Regions from separate parts of the Mus musculus genome. Here regions 2, 3, 4 and 5 are each linked to region 1. The links are chromatin contacts, called in public ChIA-PET, HiChIP or PLAC-seq and promoter capture Hi-C maps. All regions are on one chromosome and are shown on one strand. Each heading gives the region's core, a stretch centred on a gene start, on an enhancer-like site or on the middle of the called end of the contact. The rest is flanking DNA. Distances are from core to core; before and after follow the strand shown.

Region 1 (2,808 bases), core at 88-2,587:
CAGCCAGCGCTCAGAAGTACCCATGGGGGTCCCCGCGCTCACCGGTACCAGGCGAGGCCCTTGTGGTAGCTGCGGTCAAAAAAGTGGGGCTCAGCACCCACGGCACGCACGTCGGGGTGCACGCGCAGGAACTCCAGCAGCGCCCGCGTGCCGCCCTTCTTCACGCCGATGATGATGGCCTGCGGCAGCTGCTTGCTGCCCTCGTCCAGAAGTAAGGCCAGGGTCCCCGGCTGGGCCTCGGCCACGCTGCTTCCCGCCCCGGAGCCTCCTGGTGCGGCGGCCAGCCCAGGGCTCTGCTCCTCCTGGTCGCTGCTGTCTCCTGGCCCCGACCGCCCGCGCCTCCTCCGTTGCCTCAGCTGCAGGAGGCGCTTCCTTGGCGCTCCCGCGGGCCACATCGCCAGTTCCCTGGGTCCTGCAGGGACGCCGCGCCCCGGGACCCCCGCGACGGGGCCCGAGCCGGGTGGGCAGCGCTCCGCCAGGCAGTAGAAGACGTAGAGGGAAGTGAGTAGCGAGCAGAGCATCAGCAAGAACTTCCTGAAGATGCTGCGCGACAGTGGCTCCGCCGGGCTGGGCTGGGCGCCGGTGGGACCCGAGGGGGCCATCCTAGCCAGAGGCGACCTCGGACGGCGAGCGGGCCATGCTAGGCCACGACTGTGCTGGGAGCTCCGCCATCCCCGCTGCCAGCCAGCGTGCTGCCCCGCGGCCGCATCGCCTGAGCCGCCCTGCGTGCCTGAGAGCTGCCCCGCTGGGCGGCAGCAGGGGCTGGAACTAGGGACCAAGCACTGCGAGCCCTTCTTGGGGTCCTGGGCTTCGGGCGACGAGGAGGAAAGGGGTGCGGGGCCGTGCTTAAGAAACCATGGTCTTGGGTCTGAAACGCGCCCGAGTCCTGAGCCTAGCTGCGCAGAGCTCCGCGCCCTGGGTCTCCGAGAGTCGCCCGGCAAGGGAGTCTCTGCGGCGGCAGTGGCGAAGGTGCTCGGCTCAGCAGGGTCCTGAGCGGTGCGGAACTTGGCTCAGCGATAACACATCCTTGGCTCAGTCCCCCGTGGAGCGGGCGCAGGACTCTCGGGCCGAAGAATTGTGTACGCTCCGGTTAGAACGAGTGACCCTTTTTCCAGCTTCTGCTCTCCTGGCCCGCCCAGGAGCGTGCCCTGAGTCCTGGCTCAGCTCGTCTCAGCAACCGAGCAAGCAAAGTCCCCCTAGTCCCTCTATCCGAATGGGACTCAAGCCTTCTGGCCTCTTGAGCGCTCCGGAAGTCTACCCACTCCTCTGGGGCCCCAGCTGGGAACAGCTTGGAGGGGCCCCGCTGTGCGGGACCTGTCAGCCACCGCTGCCACTGTGCTCTTGGGCTCTCCCCGCAGCCTCCTCAGCCGCTACCGCCACACGTGGGACGCGAAGGACAGCAAACTTGGTGGTGACGTCAACGGCCCAGGCCAGACCAACGCGGGGATCCGCTCTAGGGTGCAGAGCAGAGGCGCAGGGGCCGGGCTAGAGAGGCAGAAGGGGTGGGACCGGGACAAAAAAAAAAAAAAAAGGTGACGAGGCACCGCCCAATACACTGGAGAGGGCGCGGACGACAGAGGAGACGCCCCTTCCTCGCACTCCCTCTCTCCTTTCCTCCTTCCTCCTCCTCCACCCCTAGGTCTCTGGGCGCTGTCAGATTGACAGCGCCTGTATGATTGCCTGAGTCTAACGCCCAGCCAGTCCACCCCTTGCCGGATTGGGGGTTCTCAGACCTCTCCAGCTCAGCTTAGTCCTTAGCAGCCTTAACACCCCCAGATCCCCACTTCCTGATTCCCTCTGGTCCCAGCTTCTGTATTCCTACCCTTCTCCAGCCCACCCATCCCATCCCCTCTCATCCCAGAGACTTCTGAAGTTTTGTTCCCAAGAGTTCTTGGCAGGCCACGCCCCCATTTGTCTGGGCAAAGAGACAGCTTCAGTACAGACTTGCCTTCTACTTCCCTGTCCACTGAGGGCCCTTACAAGTCTGTCTGTTAGTTTGCTTGCTTGCTTGTTTTTCCTTTGGATTTATTTAAAAAGATGAAGAGTCTCATAGGACCTGGAAAGGAACCCCTTAGAAACTAGATCAATAAATACACCAAAACAGAAATTATATTTAAAAAATAATAAGTACAATTCCAAATCCGTATAACCAGTTGTTGATAAAGTTTAATACTTTGCATATGTGCACCACCCACATGCGTGAATGTGTTTTCACTCTTTGAGAGTTAAGAGTCCTTCCCTAAACAACGGGTTCCTTTTTCTCTTATTTCCCCTGACCCCTAGATACCCTTCCCATGCCCCCAAAGCAAGTCACAAAGAGGTAAAATCTGCCCCTTGCTGGCTCCTGGGGAGGTGAGTAGTAAAATCTTCAGGAGATGTTGAAGGTTTGATTGCTTTCTTTGGCTGTTACTCTGTGGTGGTTTTGTTTTCAATTTTTCATTTATTTGTATTTTATGTGTATGGCTGTTTTGCCTGCATGTGTGTCTGTGCACCACGTGGGTACCTGGTGCCAGCTGGAGAGTTCTAAATCTCTTTGAACTGGAGTTCCTGACAGTTGTTAGCCTAGATGTGGGTGCTGGGAATTGTACCAGGTCCTCTAGAAGAGCAGCCAGGGCTCTTACTGCCGAGCCATCTCTTCCACCACCAGATATTTCATTTTTGTCCTAATCGTATTGCTTCCTTATTTCTGTCTCCTGCAAGATACCTGGCAATGTGGGCTGTGCCCTGGTCACTGTAGCCCAATCCTGTGCGCTGTAGACATCTTCCTAGCTCCCTAACCCCTCCCCTCCCTGTGCTAATAAGAGTCCA
Region 2 (2,700 bases), core at 118-2,617, 920 kb after region 1:
TGAGTTTGTTTCTGTGTGTGTGTGTGTGTGTGTGTGTGTGTGTGTGTGTGTGTGTTTGTGTGCTCACATGCATGCATATATTCATATACATGAATGGGTTTCCTATTACTTTTTTGAGAGAGGGAGGAAGAAAGAGACAATACAATAGAGTTTTCCTATAGCAGGGCAACTAGTGCCCCCACTTGATGTCACAGACTAACAAATAAATAGCCTGGTTCAAGAAATGGGCTATTTATTTTGAAATTGTTCCCCACTGGTTTGTTTGTTTCCCTCTAGACATTGATAGTAAGACCCTACTGCTGAAGTCACCACCTACTAGAGCCACGGAACGTGGAGAAACTAAGCTGACGCTAAGCTGGGAGCTTCACTCCCTACCTGATAGCTTCCAGTGTTGGAGGGGACTCTGCATGCTACCAGGGGAGAAGCATAAGCATTGTCTTACCACGCTGGGAACATGTTAGGCTGCCATAATGGCCTCCCTGGCAAGATGTGCCACGGGTGCAGTAGTGACAAACATCATGGGAGTAACTTATCACTTTGTGATAGGATTTAAGTTCTGCTCCACAAAATGAAACTCGTACCTGGAACCACTGTTGGGTGAAGAACCTGTGGCTAGGCAGATTATAGACCCCAGGGGAGAACTTTCCACTATTATTCTGTTAAATGGCCACAGAATTAAACCAAATCATAAAGACTTTTGGTTTTGGTTTTGGTTTTCGAGACAGGGTTTCTCTGTGTAGCCCTGGCTGTCCTGGAACTCACTCTGTAGACCAGGCTGGCCTCAAACTCAGAAATCCGCCTGCCTCTGCCTCCAAAGTGTTGGGAATAAAGGCATGCGCCACCACTGCCTGGCCGTTCTCTCTCTCTCTCTCTCTCTCTTTCTCTCTCTCTCTCTCTCTCATGTGTGTGCAAATGCATACCATAACACCTATGTAGAGATCAGAGGACAACTTGAAGGAGTTGGTTCTCTCTCTCTCCTATCTATGTGAGTCCCAGGATAGAACTCAAGAAGCTGTCAGACTCGGATACAAGTGTTTTTACCACTGAGCCACATTGCCAGCTTTAGTCTGTTTTGCCAAGAGCAGCACATCCTAGGTAGGCATGATGCTTGCTTCATACCATTATGACCATCCATCGGGAGACCTGCACCCTGTGGAGCAGATAAAGCAAGAATAGGGTCAGAGGGCCCCAGAGACAGAGCAGAGGGAACGGACATGGTTTTCTTATCTACAACGGTAGAAGCTGGAAGCCGACTTGGTTGCTTTTCAAACAAGGGGAGAAAGAACCATTGTTAGTGTGTGAGTGTGAGCCCCAGGCTGGGTGTGCAGTGTGCATTCTTTGTTATATCCTCTGGCACAGGTCCAGCTGGCCTCTCACTTCCTCCTGTCAGGCCCTGCAATAGGCCTTTGAACTGGAGGCTTCACATTCAACCCAAGACTCAGAGGCTCTGAAAATGGTCACTGCTCGGCAGGCAATTTTAAATCACTTTCGCTCTTGGCTACCTTAAATCATCTCACACGGCACTCTGGAACACATTAGACAACTTTATTGCCACATTCCTTGCCAATTTAATTTTTGTAAATCATATCACGCACTTGAGATTTCTTCATGTAACTCGGATTTTTTTCAAGGGGGCCTTTGTTTGTGGTGGGCTTTGTGGCCGGTGGACTCTGCAGCTGTTGGTCCAGACTGCTACCTTCCATCTATATGAGAAGTGAGGATAACTGTTAGTTGTATTCCTCGACACACCTCTAGCGACATTTTCACTGCCTGCAGTTACCAAGATTATTGTGGTAACCTGGCATGGGTGGGTTCCTCGTGTCATCTGGAGCAAGGAGAAGCAGGCCTAGGGGGACACTGTCGGAAGGCATCTGTTCACTGAGAAGGGCACTAAGCACACTTAAGGGGTTTTATTATTGACTCCAAATTTCAGTGTGAATGTTTCAGAAGTATCTCCCTCCTATTCATAGCATTTCAAAATGAATTTTTACATTAAACTACATGAGTAATGTTACAGAAGGCAGAATATAAAAATGCTGAATAAAGATAATCACAAGAAGTGAAGAAAGGCCGGAAATGCTAATCCTAGCACCTGGTTGTCTTTGGGGAGCAAGTGTTCTTCAGTGCTCACTCTTTTTCTCTGTGTGTGGGTGGGCACTTATTTTCTTTTAAAGTACAATTAGAGTTTTATCCATGCCAATGTGAATTCTTATTCAAAACGACATTACAAATGTTCTATAGGCAGACTGGCCAGTCCTCTTTTGCAGAATCTTTGTGTTCAATTCAGGTTTTCTGTATCACCAATAGCAATAATTAAACATTTCAGATGTCTCCTTTTATTTCTGATGGCACCTCTTGGGTGTGCGGATCAATAAAATGAGTATTTCAAGGGTTTTTTTTTTTTTTTGATACACTCAGCCCAACAACCTTAGAGTAAACAAAGTTCCAGGCATGCTGCAGAGAAAACTTCATTTTATACAACTCATTTCTGGTCCTTTGAAAATTGTCCTAGTTTGATTTCTGTGGCTGTGAGGGAGGAAAGAGTTTGTTTGGCTTACAGATTGCAGACCATCACTGAGGGAAGCTGGGACAGGGGCTCAAGGCAGGACCCTGGAGGCAGGAACTGAAATAGTTACCATGGAGGAGTACTGCTTCCTCATGGAACTCAGGTGCCCCTGACCAAGGGTAGCACCACTCACA
Region 3 (2,860 bases), core at 125-2,624, 570 kb after region 1:
TTCAGTGACAGTATATGCCATAGTATGTGTTCCAATCCAATTCTATGAAGGAAGGTAAATTTCAGATGTTAGGTTTCAAACCTGGGACAAAAGGCTGAGGTGTCTATTTAACACGTCAAAGCAGACATGGCCACCAGGTTCTCCTTGCATCCCTCAGTCCCCACCTGTTAGAGGGTCCCCTACCCTAAGTGTCTCCAGCTCAGTGGTCTAGGCTGCTCTTCCTCTACAATCCCGGCATGGTGGCTCTCTCCTCTCTTGGTACTTTTGGGTCTCCTGGCTGCTGCACCTGGTTCCCTCTCCCTTCTCTCCCCACATGGTTCAGGGTCATGTCCACCCACGCGACTGACCCACATGTCCCTGCCTCTGGCTATGCTCTCCCTCCCACGTGTCTGCAATAAACGTTCTCCTTCACTAAACCTAGGACCAATTATGCTTCCTTTTCTTGTTCTCTCTCTCCCTCTCCCTCTCCCCCCCCTCCCCTCTTCATCCAGCCTTCAGGTTTGTGTAGCTGTGATCAGAACTGGGAATTTTGAGTCATATAAGTCAAAGTACTAAATAATTGTTTGGTATAGACTTATAAATTGTAAATTTCTGGGTCAAGGGAATAAACACTTTTAAGGCTTTTAATTAATGTCATCCAATTACTTGTCGGGAAATGTAAAGTGTGAATAAGAATTTAAAAACATAGATCCTGGCGTGGAATTACATGTGTATAGTGCTGAAGTAGGAGGCATTAGAAAGCTCGACCGCAGCTTGGGCTGTGGCGTGAGAACTGGTCAACAAACTAACCAGCCAACCCTCAAATACTCAAGCTTCTGCATCATATTACTTTATTTGTTTTGTCAAAAAAAAAATCAATCAGGGAGCCAGTGAGATGGCTCAGCAGGTACAGGAGCTTGCGGCTAAGCCTGGGGATATGAGTTCAATTCCTGCATCCCACATGGTAGAGGGAGAGAAGTGACTCTCTGACAGTTGTCATCCTGACCCACACATCAGTAAATAAAAGATTTAAAAAAATGAATTGGCATAAACTCGCAGCTGTTACATGTTTTCATTTTCATTACTGAGAAGAGAGGGTGAGGAAGAAAGAAAGAAAGAAATCAAGGAAGGAAGGAAGGAAGGAAGGAAGGAAGGAAGGAAGGAAGAAAGAAAGAAAGAAAGAAAGAAAGAAAGAAAGAAAGAAAGAAAGAAAGAAAGAAAGGAAGGAAGGAAGAAAGGAAGAAAGGCAGGAAGGAGTAATAAGTGCAAAAGCACTCGTCTGAACTACACAGACATTTTTAACACATTCAGTTTAAACTAAATGACACTGCACTTTCCAAGTGTTTGCTTTTGATGGTTTTCTTGCCAAGTCCATACTTCTTACTGGGCTCCAGTCATTGGCTTTGATCCCTGTTTGTGACTCATGTACCTTTGTGGTTTGTTGTCACCCAGGGCCCATCCTCCAATGTTTGCAATTTACCTTTGGTATAGGCAGGGTTTTTTTTTTCCCCTTGATTTTCTTTCTTTCTTTCTTTCTTTCTTTCTTTCTTTCTTTCTTTCTTTCTTTCTTTCTTCCTTCCTTCCTTCCTTTCTTTCTTTCTTTCTTTCTTTCTTTCTTTCTTTCTTTCTTTCTTAAAGCCAGAATCTGAGTTGGTAGGATACTGGAGAGAACCCACAAAGCTTTTTCTTTGAAGACCTAGTATAATAACTAAGGCCTGGATGGAGACCTTAGAGAAGGATTTGTTGTTTTGTAAGCAAAATGTTAAGAATGTGTTTTCAAAACAGAATGTTTAAAAAGGGGGAGAAGGCAGTCGTGGTTCCTCTTTCCTTGTGGCAGATCTGAAGTAGAAGAAAGAAGTCCTTGAACCTATACTCTCCCCATCTATTTACTGACTCTATCAGGCTGCCCCGGGGCCCCTGGGAGCCCAGGTCAAATGGCCAATCAATCCAAGTTAAACAAGTTATTTGCTTCAAGAAGAAACAAAGAGAAGCAACCTTTCTTTCTAACCACCCAGCTGAGCCAATGAAACTGCTCGCCCTCTTCCCTCCCCCTTCCTTTCCCTTGTTTGCTGTAGTGTTGACAGTCAGCTCAGTGCAGCAGGACAGGAACAGAGTGGTGACTTCAACAGAAAGAACAGGATAATGCTTGAAAGCAACAGACACTGGGGTCAAAGGCCAAAGGACCAGACCAAGATCAAGGGATATAGATAACTAGGGTCAGTGCCTACCCTAACCCCTGGTCACCAGGAGGGTGGCAGGGACCAGGAAGCTGCACAGCACACTGTGGGTCACAGTCACCCAGTCAGGGTTGCTGGAACTGCTGGGGCAGAAGCTTACCCAACCCAGCAGAAGATCCTCCAGGGATTCTCTTCGGAGATCCTGGAGGTGCAGAAACTGGATATAGTTGACCAGTATAAGTTGAGGAAGCTGGAATCCCAGCGCTTGATGAAAACAGTGCCCTGTCACTGCTCTGGAAAACAGAGCTTTACTGTATCTTGCCTGGGCTAGTCTGTCTTTGGGACAGCTGGAATCTCCTGAAGAGAAGGCACAAGCTGTGAAAGCAGGCTCTTCATTCGAAAGATCCTTGCTCAGCCATGTTTAATAGGAACCAGAGAAAGAAATGAAGATAAAGAAAGAGGCAGCTTTTGATGTGCACTTCTTGAGGTCCTAGCCATAGCATGCAGAAGCAGGAACAGAGACTAAGCTGTTGTGTAGGTAGTCGGTATGGGAAGGTGATTGTAAGAAACAGCGGTTGGAAGCTGACAGGGTGGGTGGTGTTGCACAGAACTGCACAGTGGGCAACTAGGCTCAACATTCCCTGTGAACTCCAAGGGATCCTGGAGAACAGTTCATCTCCCTCAGGAGGAAGGAAGGGGCAGTT
Region 4 (2,700 bases), core at 154-2,653, 650 kb after region 1:
ATTCCTGGTAATTTATTGAGTTTTTTTTTTTCTTTTCTAGAATTAAAAAAAAAAATCAGTAAGTAGCCCAGGCTGCCTGGGATCTTAGTACATGATGTAGACTGCCTTTGAACTTGTAATCCTCCTGCCGCAGCCTCCGGGATTGCAGGTGTTCTCCACCACACCCAGTCTTTTCTGAAATTCTTATCTTCTGTACCTGTCTATTCTCCAAGGGCCGAGGTGAGTGAATTCTCTTCACGGAACCGTCACTGTTTATATTCATGCGATTATATCTTAAAATTAGTGTTTGCTTCTAACTTGTTCAGTCGCTTCAGATCTTGAAAACTTTAGAGTGACGCCTCCCCCTTCCCCTTTTTTCTTTCCCATTGTTCTTTGACTGAAAAGCAAAGCAAAAGAAAAGAAGAACAACACAGAAGAACTTCCCTAGGGCAAAGGAGTTTATATTAGGTCATTTCTAAAAACCTTAAATTATCCTTACCAAAGTCAAGGACCTTCCATAGGATCTGACCAGAAGGCAACAGGGTTACTATAACTTCCTGTAAAATGAGACATGCTGAATCAAGGTTTTTATGTTGGACTTGTAAAAAAAAAAAAATTACACTGTTCGAAATGAATCAAGTCCAAAGTCTGTTAGACTCAAAAATGAAGAATGTAAGGAAAGAAGTTATAGTATTTGCACGAGCTTGTTGATATCAGGTCTGTCACAATGCCAAGATGTTTTCAGTCCTCCGCTGGGGGACTGTTTATCAAACTCACAAAGATTGTCTGCACAAGAGCCCAGAAAACTCCACCCTGGATCGACTCCTATCAAGGCATCTGAGGCTTAGTCACCAGCGTTCCTCTCAGAGCATCATCCCCAAGCACAAAGGGAAAACCTCTAATAGCCAAGCTTCCTTCTTAATAATCCAATTTGGATCAATTGACCATAACATCATCCAGAGCGCGCTGTAACCCAGTAATGCTCAGCTCATGCAGGCTCCCAGGATAATGAAGTCCATATGGCTGGAGGTGACTGAGTCCACCTTGCTATGTTTAGAGGAATTCAAACTCCTGCTATTCTGGCAGGGCAGGTGTCTTTTGGCCTTTAACTACCCTCCAGGGACAAGCGCCTGGGTTCCCTGCATACTGTACACTTCCTCCAGTATTCTTTGTCACCAAGCAGAGCTTCCCCAGCTGGGCAGAAGCCTCACTCCTCTCTGAGTCGCTGAACAACTGAACAGAGGCCTGGTTGCATTTCTGTACACTATGGAAGCATCGCTCTGGACCCAGAGGAAACAGTACAGAAGGGCACAGGGTGTGCACCAAGCTTTTGTGTTTGGTGTCTGCTTTATGCTTTACTGGCCTTGAGCAAGTCAGCTGAATCTTTACACTCTTAGCTTCTCATCTGCCCAGATCGCTTCTGAGACACTACCAGTGAACAGCGTGGGAGAGTGTTTTGAGAATGTAATAAGCTACAGCTAAGCATTGTGGGTATTTTTGTCCTTTGCTGGAGGTGGTTTCTGGATCTTCTTCCCATAGAAGTCTAAAGAGTTGCAGGGTTAAAGCTGTTTGTTTTCGCTTTCATGCCCACTGCATCTTGGAGGGACCCTGCTTCTTCCCTCTTCTTGGTGGCACTCGCTCTCTGTCCCTCTCTCCCCTTGAAACTCTTTCCATTAGAGGGCAGGATGGAGTAGTGCCTGAGAGCTCTGTTTTATGGCCCAGAGGGGATGTATTCAATGCTGCCATAGACAACGTTGAGCCACAGAGGTTAGATCCACACCATGAAGGTAGATCCTGAGGCTGGGAAATAGTTAAAAGGGATTCCACGGGACATTATCAGAGGAGTACAGCAACAAGGTCTGATGGAGACGGCTGCCTGGACAAGATGGGCACAGGGTCATGCATGGGTATAGTGACGATCAAATTATTTCTTCTTAAGACAACATCTTCCTGTTTAGCAGTGGCAAGCCTTGAGCTCTCAATCTCCTTAACTACCTGTCTCAGTTTCCTGACTGCTAGGATTTTAGGTATGCACTACCACACTAGGCTTGTTGAAGTGCATGTAGGCAGGGCGGGGAGAGAAAAAGAGATCATGCAGTCCACCCAGGCTGGCCTTGAGCTCACTCTGTAGCTAAAAATGAACTTGAACTCTCTATTCTCCTGTCTTCGTCTTCCAAGTGCTGTGGTTACAAGAGTACATCACCACACCTGGCTATCAGCTTGTTCAATTCTTGACAACAAGATTTCCTTCCTTATGAAGTTGTATTTGAAAATTATTTTTAAGATATTTTATGTGCAAGCCCTGATTATGACCATATAAAGTTAGTATTAGGATGCCCCCATTTCACAGATAAGGAGATTGAGGTACAGAGGGATGAAAGGACTTCCCAACATTCCCTGTTGGTGTAACTAGGACCTCAACATGCCTTCTCTGATTCCACAGTCTTCAGAGTTGATCAAAGGGAGAGAAGCCCCAGGTTTTTGGTAGTGATGTAATCGCAAGCTCCTAACATTAAGCTCCTCACGTAGCTTCTAACCTTTGAGAAAAAATGCCCAGACTCGCATCACAGAGGGGAAGTAGGCTTAGCAACTAGAGATCTTGGTTAGGCACTGCTAAATACAGACCAGCTTCTCTAACACATGATTTGACCAATTCCTTAGGAGAGTTCCTTAGGAGGTGAAAGCTTTCTGTAGTATTCCGGAGACAAGTTTTCTTGTATG
Region 5 (2,700 bases), core at 118-2,617, 530 kb after region 1:
AGACCTGGAGAAACCACATTGGCTCCCAATTGCCCTCATTCCCACATGGCTTAGGCCTGTCCCTGCCTAGACTACAGAGTAACCTGGTTCTGTCTGGAGCCTTCCACGAAGGCGAGTAGACGTGATCAAAACTGCTGATCAGCCCTGGCTTAGAACTGTGCCCTCCCCATATCCAGTGTACTGAGGTTATAGGACACCCCAGTGAAGGTGCAGCTCCTGGGTAGGGCTGCCTCCACCCCCCCCCCCCCCCAGAGCACAGCCACCCACTCACTCATTTTTAGTTATTTTTAGGATTGTATATTCTTCCAGTTGCAGCTGGAAACCCAAAAACAGGCTCCTGAGGATTTTGTGTTCTGAATAAAGAACACTCGCAGGGAATGGCTGGGAGGCCTACTGTACATCTCCTTATGTAAGGAGATGAGGAAGGCCTTAGATGAGCACAGGTGACAGACAACAGTTATGAAGAGGATAGAAAGCTCATTGTTTTTCTTCTTCTAACTCTGTGGAGGGGGTTTTAGTGTGGAGTGGTGGTTAGTGCATAAGATATATTTGACACTGAAATGTGTTTTTTTGTTTGTTTTGATTTTTTTTAAAGATTTGTTTATACATACACACACACACACACACACACACACACACACACACACACACGAGTACACTGTCTCTGTCTTCAGACACACCAGAAGAGGGCATCAGACCTCATTACAGATGGTTGTGAGCCATCATCTGGTTGCTGGGAGTTGAACTCAGGACCTTGAGAAGAGCGGCCAGTGCTCTTAACAGCTGAGTCATCTCTCCAGCCCTGAAAGTGTAAAGTTTAACGTGAAACTTCACAACCTTCTGCTGTGAATGCTGTTCTAACGGAATATATGTTCATTAGGTTTTATTGATGTTGGGTCTGGTTAGCTATAGTGTGTGATTTGTTTATTTATTCTCAAGTTTTTCTTAATAATAAGCTTACGCAAAAAAAAAAACAAAAAAACCAAAAATTTGTTCTACTTGAAGCCCACGTGTCAATTGTGCTTTGACTTGGACTTAATTGGGATTTTGCCCCAGTTCTAAAACCCGCCTGCTTCTCCTTCCCCATAGAATAACTTCTGAGCTCTCTCTGTCTGAGGACTGTCATGGGGACCAGCGATGGACCCAGGAAGCAGGAAGAAGGCGTGAGGGGGTCTCAGAAGGCATTTATTTTGTTATTGGGATGCTTCCTGCTTTGGGTTTTGCTCTTTGGAGTTGCTCTTGTGTTTGGATGGGAGACGCTCTCCACCTGCACACAGCTTTAAATGGTTGTTCACAGCTGGTGCTGCCTGGAAAGTCATGAACCTTCTTCAGCAGGCTGCACTTCCTGTCCACACTGTACTTCCTGTGACTGCTCTGGGATCCAGGCAACTTCCTGTTTCCACCACCATATCTTTCTTGCCCTGATAGATTGTATCTCTCCGAAACTACAACCCACAGAAGTACTTTCTCCCTTCAGTTTGTTCGGGGTATTTTTTAATCACAGCCACAAAACTAAGACAGATGCAGTTTGATATACTTGGCAGTGTATCGGGCACTTGCTTTTTGTTTGTCCTGACTAGCACGCTTTTGCCAATAGTTGAGGTGAGGGTTCCCGCCTCACCTCATCCTATCATGATGATGTTGTTGTGCCTTTCCCTCAGTAGAACTGTGCCTTGTTAAGTCCTTCCTCTCTCAGGGTGCTTCTTATCAAGTGTTTGGTCACAATGATGAATGACTAATAAGTGCTATCCTGTGTTTCCATGCCCGTGCCCCAAGTATTTCATCCCGGAAGCCAAAGTTACAATTCTGTTGAACAGTTTTCAGCAAGGACTGCTTTTGCTGGTGAGCAGAAAAGATGGCGCCTAGAATCAAAGGCCATTGCTAGAGCGCCTTCATGATGAGGGAGAGGGTATACATCCTCAAAGTGACTGCTGGTTGTTGGGGTGGAGTCTGTCATTAAAGGAAAGCCCTGTAATTAGAAATTCTACTTCCAAGAGAGACCTGCAGCTGGAGCAGCTGCAGACTCTCCACACAGCATTCCTGGGTGCTGAAGAGGGGGATGCTGGAGCCAGGGTACCCATTCGGCAGTCAATGGGTGGGCCTGTAGGTAGCCATCTGTCTGAGGATGTGGTCAACCCCCTCCCCGTTCCAGGGGCCAGGGATGAGGGCTATATGGCCGATTCTATCCTCATTGGCTCCTTATTTCCAACCAACCCCACCCTTTTGGTTGGTTCTTTCTTTCTTTCTCTCTTTCTTTCTTTCTCTCTTTCTTTCTTTCTCTCTTTCTTTCTTTCTTTCTTTCTTTCTTTCTTTCTTTCTTTCTTTCTTTCTTTCTTTCTTTCTTTCTGATCTCAACACATTTCATTTTTGTTTCCCTCAATGTCAAACTTCTTCCTGAGCATTGAACCCGGGTCCTTGTACATGCTAGCCAAGTATACTGTAGGCATGAGCCATCAACCTCAGGCCTCAGTTGCCAAACGTCATTAAGATGGTCAACTCTAGCAAAGACGGTGTAGTGCACACCTAAACTCCCAGCACTTGGCAAGCAAGCAGGAGGATCTCGGCTTGAGGCTACTTAGTACAACCTCTATCTCAAAACACAGCAGCAACAACAAAACACCCTCTTCATTCTTTTGCACAGTGTAAACTGTGTTGCTGTGCCCTTTTATCTGACCACCAAAGGAGAGGCTGGGTCAGGGG

Evidence for each region. Promoter capture Hi-C pulls out the DNA fragments that hold promoters and counts their contacts. ChIA-PET counts read pairs in DNA pulled down with a chosen protein or histone mark. HiChIP or PLAC-seq counts read pairs in DNA pulled down with a chosen protein or histone mark.
Region 2: a contact with region 1 is called in an H3K4me3 HiChIP or PLAC-seq map of forebrain, with 6 times the contacts expected there. The contact joins the enhancer-like site here to the promoter of Hs3st3a1 in region 1. A contact is called at or near these places in 8 of 39 promoter capture datasets (the 3T3-L1 cell line, the C10 cell line, HPC-7-derived erythroid cells and 4 more), 4 of 115 datasets of contacts at active chromatin or transcription factors (differentiating embryonic stem cells, embryonic stem cells, forebrain and 1 more) and 1 of 9 other capture datasets (embryonic stem cells).
Region 3: a promoter capture Hi-C map of liver shows a contact between it and region 1, with 2.6 times the contacts expected there. The contact joins the enhancer-like site here to the promoter of Hs3st3a1 in region 1. A contact is called at or near these places in 10 of 39 promoter capture datasets (the 3T3-L1 cell line, the C10 cell line, HPC-7-derived erythroid cells and 5 more), 4 of 115 datasets of contacts at active chromatin or transcription factors (craniofacial prominence, embryonic basal ganglia, fibro-adipogenic progenitors and 1 more) and 2 of 9 other capture datasets (embryonic stem cells and liver).
Region 4: an H3K4me3 HiChIP or PLAC-seq map of embryonic limb bud shows a contact between it and region 1, with 3 times the contacts expected there. The contact joins the enhancer-like site here to the promoter of Hs3st3a1 in region 1. A contact is called at or near these places in 11 of 39 promoter capture datasets (the 3T3-L1 cell line, the C10 cell line, HPC-7-derived erythroid cells and 6 more), 2 of 484 Hi-C or Micro-C datasets (the N1E-115 cell line and liver), 4 of 115 datasets of contacts at active chromatin or transcription factors (embryonic forebrain, embryonic limb bud, embryonic stem cells and 1 more) and 2 of 9 other capture datasets (adipose tissue and embryonic stem cells).
Region 5: a contact with region 1 is called in an RNA polymerase II ChIA-PET map of memory CD8 T cells, with 10 read pairs. The contact joins the enhancer-like site here to the promoter of Hs3st3a1 in region 1. A contact is called at or near these places in 11 of 39 promoter capture datasets (the 3T3-L1 cell line, 3T3-L1-derived adipocytes, cranial neural crest and 8 more), 26 of 484 Hi-C or Micro-C datasets (CD4 T cells, CD8 T cells, the N1E-115 cell line and 15 more), 18 of 115 datasets of contacts at active chromatin or transcription factors (acute myeloid leukemia, astrocytes, craniofacial prominence and 12 more) and 1 of 9 other capture datasets (liver).

Annotation. Positions count from the first base shown.
Region 1 is chr11:64,433,861-64,436,668 of GRCm38.p6, reverse strand. It overlaps Hs3st3a1 (heparan sulfate (glucosamine) 3-O-sulfotransferase 3A1), which reads right to left and starts at 1,337. Exons shown (of 2, transcript NM_178870.5): 1 at 43-1,337. The coding sequence starts at 602. It overlaps F930015N05Rik (RIKEN cDNA F930015N05 gene), which reads left to right. Exons shown (of 1, transcript NR_028445.1): 1 at 1-2,808.
Region 2 is chr11:63,517,723-63,520,422 of GRCm38.p6, reverse strand. No RefSeq gene overlaps it. Among named protein-coding and RNA genes, the nearest start is that of Gm40016, 55 kb to the right of the region's middle. Within about 2 kb of position 1,367, at least 30 of the 459 cell types and tissues checked have an H3K27ac peak or open chromatin away from gene starts, as enhancers often do. A contact at or near this core is called in forebrain, where this site is marked.
Region 3 is chr11:63,861,440-63,864,299 of GRCm38.p6, reverse strand. No RefSeq gene overlaps it. Among named protein-coding and RNA genes, the nearest start is that of Hs3st3b1, 59 kb to the left of the region's middle. Within about 2 kb of position 1,374, at least 40 of the 459 cell types and tissues checked have an H3K27ac peak or open chromatin away from gene starts, as enhancers often do. A contact at or near this core is called in craniofacial prominence and liver, where this site is marked.
Region 4 is chr11:63,788,169-63,790,868 of GRCm38.p6, reverse strand. No RefSeq gene overlaps it. Among named protein-coding and RNA genes, the nearest start is that of Hs3st3b1, 130 kb to the left of the region's middle. Within about 2 kb of position 1,403, at least 14 of the 459 cell types and tissues checked have an H3K27ac peak or open chromatin away from gene starts, as enhancers often do. A contact at or near this core is called in the N1E-115 cell line and embryonic limb bud, where this site is marked.
Region 5 is chr11:63,907,343-63,910,042 of GRCm38.p6, reverse strand. All of the region lies in intron 1 of Hs3st3b1 (heparan sulfate (glucosamine) 3-O-sulfotransferase 3B1), which reads left to right. Among named protein-coding and RNA genes, the nearest start is that of Hs3st3b1, 14 kb to the left of the region's middle. Within about 2 kb of position 1,367, at least 84 of the 459 cell types and tissues checked have an H3K27ac peak or open chromatin away from gene starts, as enhancers often do. A contact at or near this core is called in CD8 T cells, the N1E-115 cell line, acute myeloid leukemia and 3 more, where this site is marked.